Regions from separate parts of the Mus musculus genome. Here region 2 is linked to region 1. The links are chromatin contacts, called in public Hi-C maps. All regions are on one chromosome and are shown on one strand. Each heading gives the region's core, a stretch centred on a gene start, on an enhancer-like site or on the middle of the called end of the contact. The rest is flanking DNA. Distances are from core to core; before and after follow the strand shown. Region 1 overlaps Wwtr1 (WW domain containing transcription regulator 1). Region 2 overlaps Gm40056 (a long non-coding RNA gene).

The links. Hi-C and Micro-C count contacts between places; a contact is called where the count stands out from the background.
Region 2: a Hi-C map of cerebral cortex shows a contact between it and region 1, with 4 times the contacts expected there. The contact joins two enhancer-like sites. A contact is called at or near these places in 8 of 484 Hi-C or Micro-C datasets (the HPC-7 cell line, the N1E-115 cell line, cardiomyocytes and 5 more) and 2 of 115 datasets of contacts at active chromatin or transcription factors (astrocytes and embryonic stem cells).

What each region holds. Positions count from the first base shown.
Region 1 is chr3:57,469,139-57,472,509 of GRCm38.p6, forward strand. All of the region lies in intron 4 of Wwtr1 (WW domain containing transcription regulator 1), which reads right to left. Among named protein-coding and RNA genes, the nearest start is that of Tm4sf4, 45 kb to the left of the region's middle. Within about 2 kb of position 1,268, at least 141 of the 459 cell types and tissues checked have an H3K27ac peak or open chromatin away from gene starts, as enhancers often do. A contact at or near this core is called in cerebral cortex and stem cell-derived neural stem cells, where this site is marked.
Region 2 is chr3:58,120,704-58,124,210 of GRCm38.p6, forward strand. It overlaps Gm40056 (a long non-coding RNA gene), which reads left to right. Exons shown (of 6, transcript XR_003954487.1): 4 at 1,661-1,756. Among named protein-coding and RNA genes, the nearest start is that of Gm40056, 33 kb to the left of the region's middle. Within about 2 kb of position 2,193, at least 29 of the 459 cell types and tissues checked have an H3K27ac peak or open chromatin away from gene starts, as enhancers often do. A contact at or near this core is called in cerebral cortex and stem cell-derived neural stem cells, where this site is marked.

The DNA of each region.
Region 1 (3,371 bases), core at 18-2,517:
AATAGACAATGGACAGGCATTAGGATGTTCATCTAACCCCTATATTGCTGTTCTCTGGTCTTACATCCATCTCCAGGAACATCATTACTTCTGCAATTACTCCAGCTGACTTCCCTGCCATGCCATCAAGCCGTGTGTCAGGCGTTGGGCAGGTCTATCAGTGCTTTCACCAAGCCACACAATGCATGAGCATGACCACTGGAGAATATCGGGTCTTCGAGGAGTCAGGATATCACAAAACTCAAAGGCCTCGCAATGGCTCTTAAGCTACTAGTGAACTACAAGATCCCTCCAGTCACAGATTTGTGGCAGACAGAATGAAGAAATTTCTAGTTGTAATCAGGTAAGGTACTGGCTACTTCTCAGTTCTGTGGGCTATTTGCCAGTGGAATTCTCAAGAAGTAGTTAAGGATGCTGTTGAACCTGTCCTGAGCTTGGCATAACAGAAAGCAGTGATGCAATGCAGAGAAGAGGACTTTAAAATCACAAGAGTTCAAATCCCAGGTCAGTTACAATAGAGCTGTGAAATTTTAAACTAAATTCTTTTTTTAAATTATTTTTTTAATTTAAAGCTGGAGAGATGGCTCAGCAGTTAAGAGCACTGACTGCTCTTCCGAAGGTCCTGAGTTCAAATCCCAGCAACCACATGGTGGCTCACAATCATCTGTAATGAGATCTGACGCCCTCTTCTGGGGTGTCTGAACACAGCTATAGTGTACTTACATATAATAAATAAATAAATCTTTAAAAATTTTAATTTAAAAAATGCTATTTATTTATTTTTACATGTATGGGTTGGGGGGGTTGTTTGTTTGCCTGCAGGTATGTTTGTTCACCAAATGTGTGCAGTGCCTAAGCTATTCAAAAAAGAAGATGGGGGACCCCCTTGGAACTAGCATAAGAGCTGGTTTTAAACTACCATGTGAGTACTGAGGTCTGAACTCTGGGTCTTTGGACAAGCAGTCAGTGCTCTTAAACATCTCTGCAGCCCCTTGGACTAAATCCTTGACAGTTCATTTAAGATGCTTTATGAAGCATCTTGTTGGACATAGATCAAAGAACACAGTGAGACAAACAATAGAAGGTGTCATGGACGGCACAGAAAGATTTGCGAGGCAAAGAGACTTGACTAGACTTTGCAAAAAAAACATGTGAAGCCTGAACACAGGACTCCATTAACTTAGTTTACTGATGAGGAAACAGGGCCAGAGAGAGTTAAGTGGTTTTCCCAGAGCCCTGTAGCTAACAGCAGGTGGAGCCAGTGTCTAAATCCAGGCAGTTTGACCTCTGAGGCTATTCCGGTAATTTCCACAGACAGTACCAGGGAGAAGGCAGTGAGGACTGAAGTTGGCAGGCCTCAAATTCAAACCCTTTCACCTACTACTGGAGATGAAACTTGGGCAAGTTACTTCATTTCTCTGATCCTGTTTTCCCAGCTATAAAATGGAAATACCAACCCCATGACCTCATTCAGCTTGTTTAGAAGAGAACTTAACGAACCAGCCTATTCAACAGCACTGAGCACAGTTTTTCCTCCCCGAGCCGGGAGGAAGATGGGATTGGAAATGTTTTATGATCCTTTTCGATGTATATGGGTGGAGCTAGTATCCCGGGAATTCACACCACATTTAGCAAAGTTTTAAGGTTCGGTTTTAAAGGCCAGTCTCAGAAAGTTCTGAAAAGCTGCAGCCCTCCCTCCTCCTGCCCCCAACATTTCTTCACATACAAGCTGGGAATGGAAACCCTTTGTAAAACAGAGTCTTTGGAGTGAGTTACTGGTAATCTGTTAGCTCCCTTAAACAACAAAACCAAACGTCATTTATGGATTCAAAAGGCACCCTCCTAGGGCTGAGAAGCTGTGCGGTGGACGCAGAGGATAATGAAAGGCAGAGACAATTTGTGAGTTAAGAAGTTCTGGAAGCTTCCTCCCCTCTAGTTCCCCCACTGGCCTGCAGCTCTGTGGAATAAATCAACAGAAGAAGCTAGAAAGTAAAAGGCAATGGAGAGCGGGGCCTGGCTCCGAGTGAGTGTTTTTGGCTCGCAGGGCACCTCCCACCAGCCAGCTCCTGCCTCGGCTGGAATGTACTTCAAAGGGAGCTAACTGAATGATAATAACCTCTTCTGAGGGTGCTCAGCTTGATTTAAGTGTGTAGCCGGGATTCTACAAAAATGGAAGACCGAATTGTTTTAATTATGAAGGGTGGGGCGAGTAGAAACAAATGAAATGAAAGCGGTATTTTAAAATCCCACCGTTAAAGCGGCTATTTCAGTGCAGAGGTGCAGCTCACTCTTTCTTTCTCAAAGCCACGGAGACTGCAGAGGCAGACTGCCTGGGAAGAGGGGGGGTGGGGGGGGATCTGGTGTCAATCTCTTTTGTTGAAAGCCTGTACCAATCGATTCTAGAAATTCACTGCCACATTTCCTGGAGTGTCTCTTTGAAACACCTCGCACACACTCAGCTGCCAGACTGGCTCTAGAAAAGTGCAGATTCGAAACTCTGATACTTTGGAGGAAACATTTGTTGAGTCTGTAATTATTATCCAAAGCCTGTTATCGCCTAAGAATCACTTGAAGGAAGGAAAAATGTAGATATACTTCTGACTTAAACAAAAATGTAAAGTAGATTTTTTGAAATGGAATACTTCCTCATGCCTCTGTGATCTCATTTTCCTTAGTACAAAATAAGCCTCCAGTTTAAAACAATGACCAATTTGTTTTCGAAAGGACTTTTTATTATGAACATATTTATTTAAAGGGACAAGTACGTATCACGGAAGAGGTTGGTTTGGAGTGATGGAGCCGGGGAGTCTTTTCTAAAAAGATTTGAACTGGCACCCTTTTTCTTTTCTTCCCATTTCCACCCTTACCCGGACCAAAGACTCATCATGTAGCTCTGGTTAGCCAGAATTTGCTATGTAGACCAGGCTGACCTGTAGCAGGCAGTGGTCCTTTGCTTCCAGAGCGCTAACCTACGAGATAGACATACACTACCTTCCTTTGTGGGGGAACACAATAGACGCCCTCAACTCCTAGACAAATTCACCACTTTCCATCCCAACATGTGTGATAAGAACATGTGTTGAGTAAATATATGAATGGATGAACTTAAAACAGCCATCTTACTACAGATGACTTAGGGATATATGGTGAACGTAGGACAACAGGACCAGTCAAATGCCTTAGTCAACCCTGAAACCTAACTCTACAGTGTGCTTTCCTAATAACTATACCTCATGTTCCAAGGGCTATGTAGCAGCCACTGATTGCCCTATACGCTTTGCTAGGTATGTTTTTAAGTTCTGAAAAATCTCTTAAAAACTCAAGACAGAAAACAGCCCTTTAAATCTTCCCTGAGAGGAGCACGGCTCTCC
Region 2 (3,507 bases), core at 943-3,442, 650 kb after region 1:
AGCAAGCTCTAGGCCAGTGAGAGACCCTGCCTCAAAATATACGATGGAGAACAGTTGAGGAAGACACCTGCCATGGACTCATAGCTTCTGTGTGTGCGCACATGTGTGTGCCTGCCCACACGCAAATGCACATACACCTGTGTGTACACCACACACAAAAACTAATCAACTAATTAATTGGTTAAAAGAATAAAAATGAAAAATGTTTCCAGAAAAGGTAGGAACATGGAACAGAAACCCAGATGGGAATTTGAATTTCCAGCCAGTGACCAACACAGCAAACTGTCCCTTAGAGGTTCATGTGCCTCCCGATCAGTCAAGCTTCCCAAACCCTCTGCTTGCCTGTAGCGAGCCATTTGGAATGTGAGCAAAGTTTCTGTAAAGGGCCACGATGAACAGAAGCAGCAGACACATCTCCTTTGCCATCTTTTTCTGTCTGGCAGCAACTGTAAAGATGGAGAGGAAGATGGACCAGGCTAGTAGAGGGAACGGGGCCTCTTAATGAAAACAAGTAAAACTACCTTGGTCTGCAGGACTGACAATGTACAGTGGTGCTGTGAGCCTCTGAGATTCCTAGGTGAATCTGCTTCGGCAACTCCCTTTATGAACATGTTTAAAAGTGAGGGGAGGTCTTTGCTTCGGGAAGCAGAGGAAATTCTAGAATGAGAACCATGGCCTCTTTTCACTCCTCCTTGCAACAAATAAGAAACCTAGTACAGACAATTACAACTCTCCACGCCTCTTTAGACAGTCATCGTGGCAAAGGTAAGAGGGATTCCCCTTTTTTCCAGACTCAAAACTTCAGCTTCAGATCCCAGACTTTTAGAGGGTCTATTGATTTTCTTGGAGACTTCTGTCTATCATCTTCCTAAGCATTTTGTTCTCTATAAAACCATGAGCAGATAGGAAGAGGACGGCGTATTCTAACTTGAGACAGAGATGTGTAAAGCTACAGGATCAGATGAGCAGGTGAAAGCTTCATCGTAGAGAAGCAAGTTGGTTGCTGCCATAAGAGAGGATTGTCCTATCTCTGCTCTCTCGGTTTGTTATGAAGGAAAGGTCTTCAGTTTGGTTAATACATCAATGGGTTTTAGGTGAGCAAACATTGGATCGAAGTTTGGTTTGAATATGGGAACTGGGAAGATCCAAAGGTCCCAGAGAGGTTCATGAGATGGGAGAAAGTAGGGTGACCACAGGTATTGTGGTTGTTAACAACCATAAAGTTCAGGGTTAAACTCTCCAGTCATTTTTCTTCTCCAAATTTTCGGTGGAGATTTTCAGATCAAAAGTACTTTAATGAGATATTTTCCCCCCAAGGAAAGGCTTATATTACAGAGAGAATCAAATTGACAAACTGGAATAGGGTAGTTTATACAGGTGGGAACAGGCTTACAGAAGACTGATTCAGCTGGATCTCTGGGTCATCCAGGACCAATTACAAAGCATCTATGTGCTTAAGGGCAATGTTTTTAAACACAGCGGGTGCACACAACCTCATGGAGTAACAGACAACGGTAAAATAGGGCTAACGAATAGATGGAAAAGCAAAGCAGGCAGTGTGGCCGTGCCTGGAGGCTCCTCCGTGGGTGGGTGGATGGGCGCATATATGGATGTATGGGTAGCACAGAAAGTGTTGAAGCAGAGACTTTTTTTTTTCCAGAAATTTACAGTCACCTGGGGTAGGGGACAACTGGAGGCAGTTTGGTGCCAATCTCCACGTATATTTGTTTCTTGGGTCTCCCAGCAGCTAGGAAGGGTAAGTAGAGGATATGGATCGTGAAGTTTGAAGACCTGCCCTTCTTTCTCCCATTCCCTGCAAAATGATATAACGTCACCCTTCAGTGGACAGCAGACACTGTTTGAGCCCTTTATGGGCTACCAGTAAATGCTTGCCCCAGCGAAGGATTGAGCCAAGGTTGCCCAGAGAGAGCGAGGTCGTGGACTCTGCTCCTCTTGGGTCCCTTCGGGAAGTACTGATTGATCAGTTTCTGAGGCTTGTCTAGAAGTAGAACAGCTACCTGCAAGCTGAATAAGCCCCTAGCTGTCATAAGGAAGGATGTTCTTCACCCTCCTCCAAAGGACAGACTTCTCCACGCCATTCTCATTCCGGGTTGGCATGACCTTGTCCTTTCTGGCAACACAAGGGCTCACGTGTGCTGGAAAACCCCTTTGCTCAGCTGCCAGCAGGCGGCGAGGACTGAAAAGGAGGAGCGCCACCTAGTGTCATTTCCAAGCAGTACCAAAGACATCCAGACTAACCCTCTTCAGAAGGAAGGGCAGTGTTGGAACAAATTCACTTTTGCCTTCGCACAATAAAAAATACTGCCCCTATTCCCCACCCCACCCCCCCCTCCAAAAAAATCCCAGAAAATATACAAAGCTGCTGATATGTGGGGGAAATGGCACGATGTGACTGACTGGAACCAGGAATCAAGGAGGAACAAGTTGTCTGAAGACCTTGACTATTCATTGATGCTGAAAAGAGCCCATCATGAGTCGGCTCAGATAGAAACCCCGAAAGGCACGTACACTGAGCCCAGTTCATGTGCATACACTGAGCCCCGTTTCTGTACAGCTTCTGGGCATTTGTTTTCATAACTGATCAGTCACATAGGATGTTCATACATTGAACGTTAGTATATAATGTCAAACCATGGGCAAAGGGAAATGCAGACTGCGCCTTGTAATTCTGCTAGTAAGAAGGCTGAAGCTAGAAAACTCCAGGTTGATCCTTCCTTGGTGCTAACGCAAGTTCAAGGCCAGTCTGGGTAACCTAGTGAAATCCTTCTCAAAATAAAAGGTAAAAGGGGGATGGAGCTGTGACCCAGTGTAGCACATAGCCCTGCACGCATAAGTCCAATCTCCGAGGAGAGGCAGAGGTGGGGGGAGGGGAGAGAGAGGGAGAGAGAGTCGTGATATAGTGTAGTGAGTGTAGTATGTGTGGTGTGTGTGTGTGGTATGTGATAATGTGGTGTGTATCTGGTATGTGATATATGTATGTTGTGTTTGTGTGTGTGTGTGTCGTATGTAGTGTGTATGTTGTGGTTTGTGTGTGGGTGTGATATGTGGTTTGTATATATGGGATGTATGTGTGTGTGGTGATAAAGTATGTGTGTGTGTGGTATGTGCAGTGTGTGGTATGTAGCATGGGGTGTGTGTATGTAGTCTGTATGTGTGTATCTGTGGTATGTGGCACGTGTGTGGTGTGTATGTATATGTGGTATGTATTTGTGTGTGTGTGTGTGTATGGTGCCTGCGTGTGTGTGTGTCTGTGGTGATACAATGTGTGTGTAGTGTTGTAAGTATGTGATATGTAGCATGTGATGTGTGTATGTGGTATGTGGTATCTGTATGCTGGGTATATGTGTATGTGTGGTATGTAGTGTGTTTATGTTGTGTTTACGTGTATGTGATATATGTTGTGTATGTGTGGTGTGTTTGTATAATATGTATATGTGTTTGTGTGTGTGGTATGTATGTGTTGCATGTGTGTGGTATGTGGGGTCT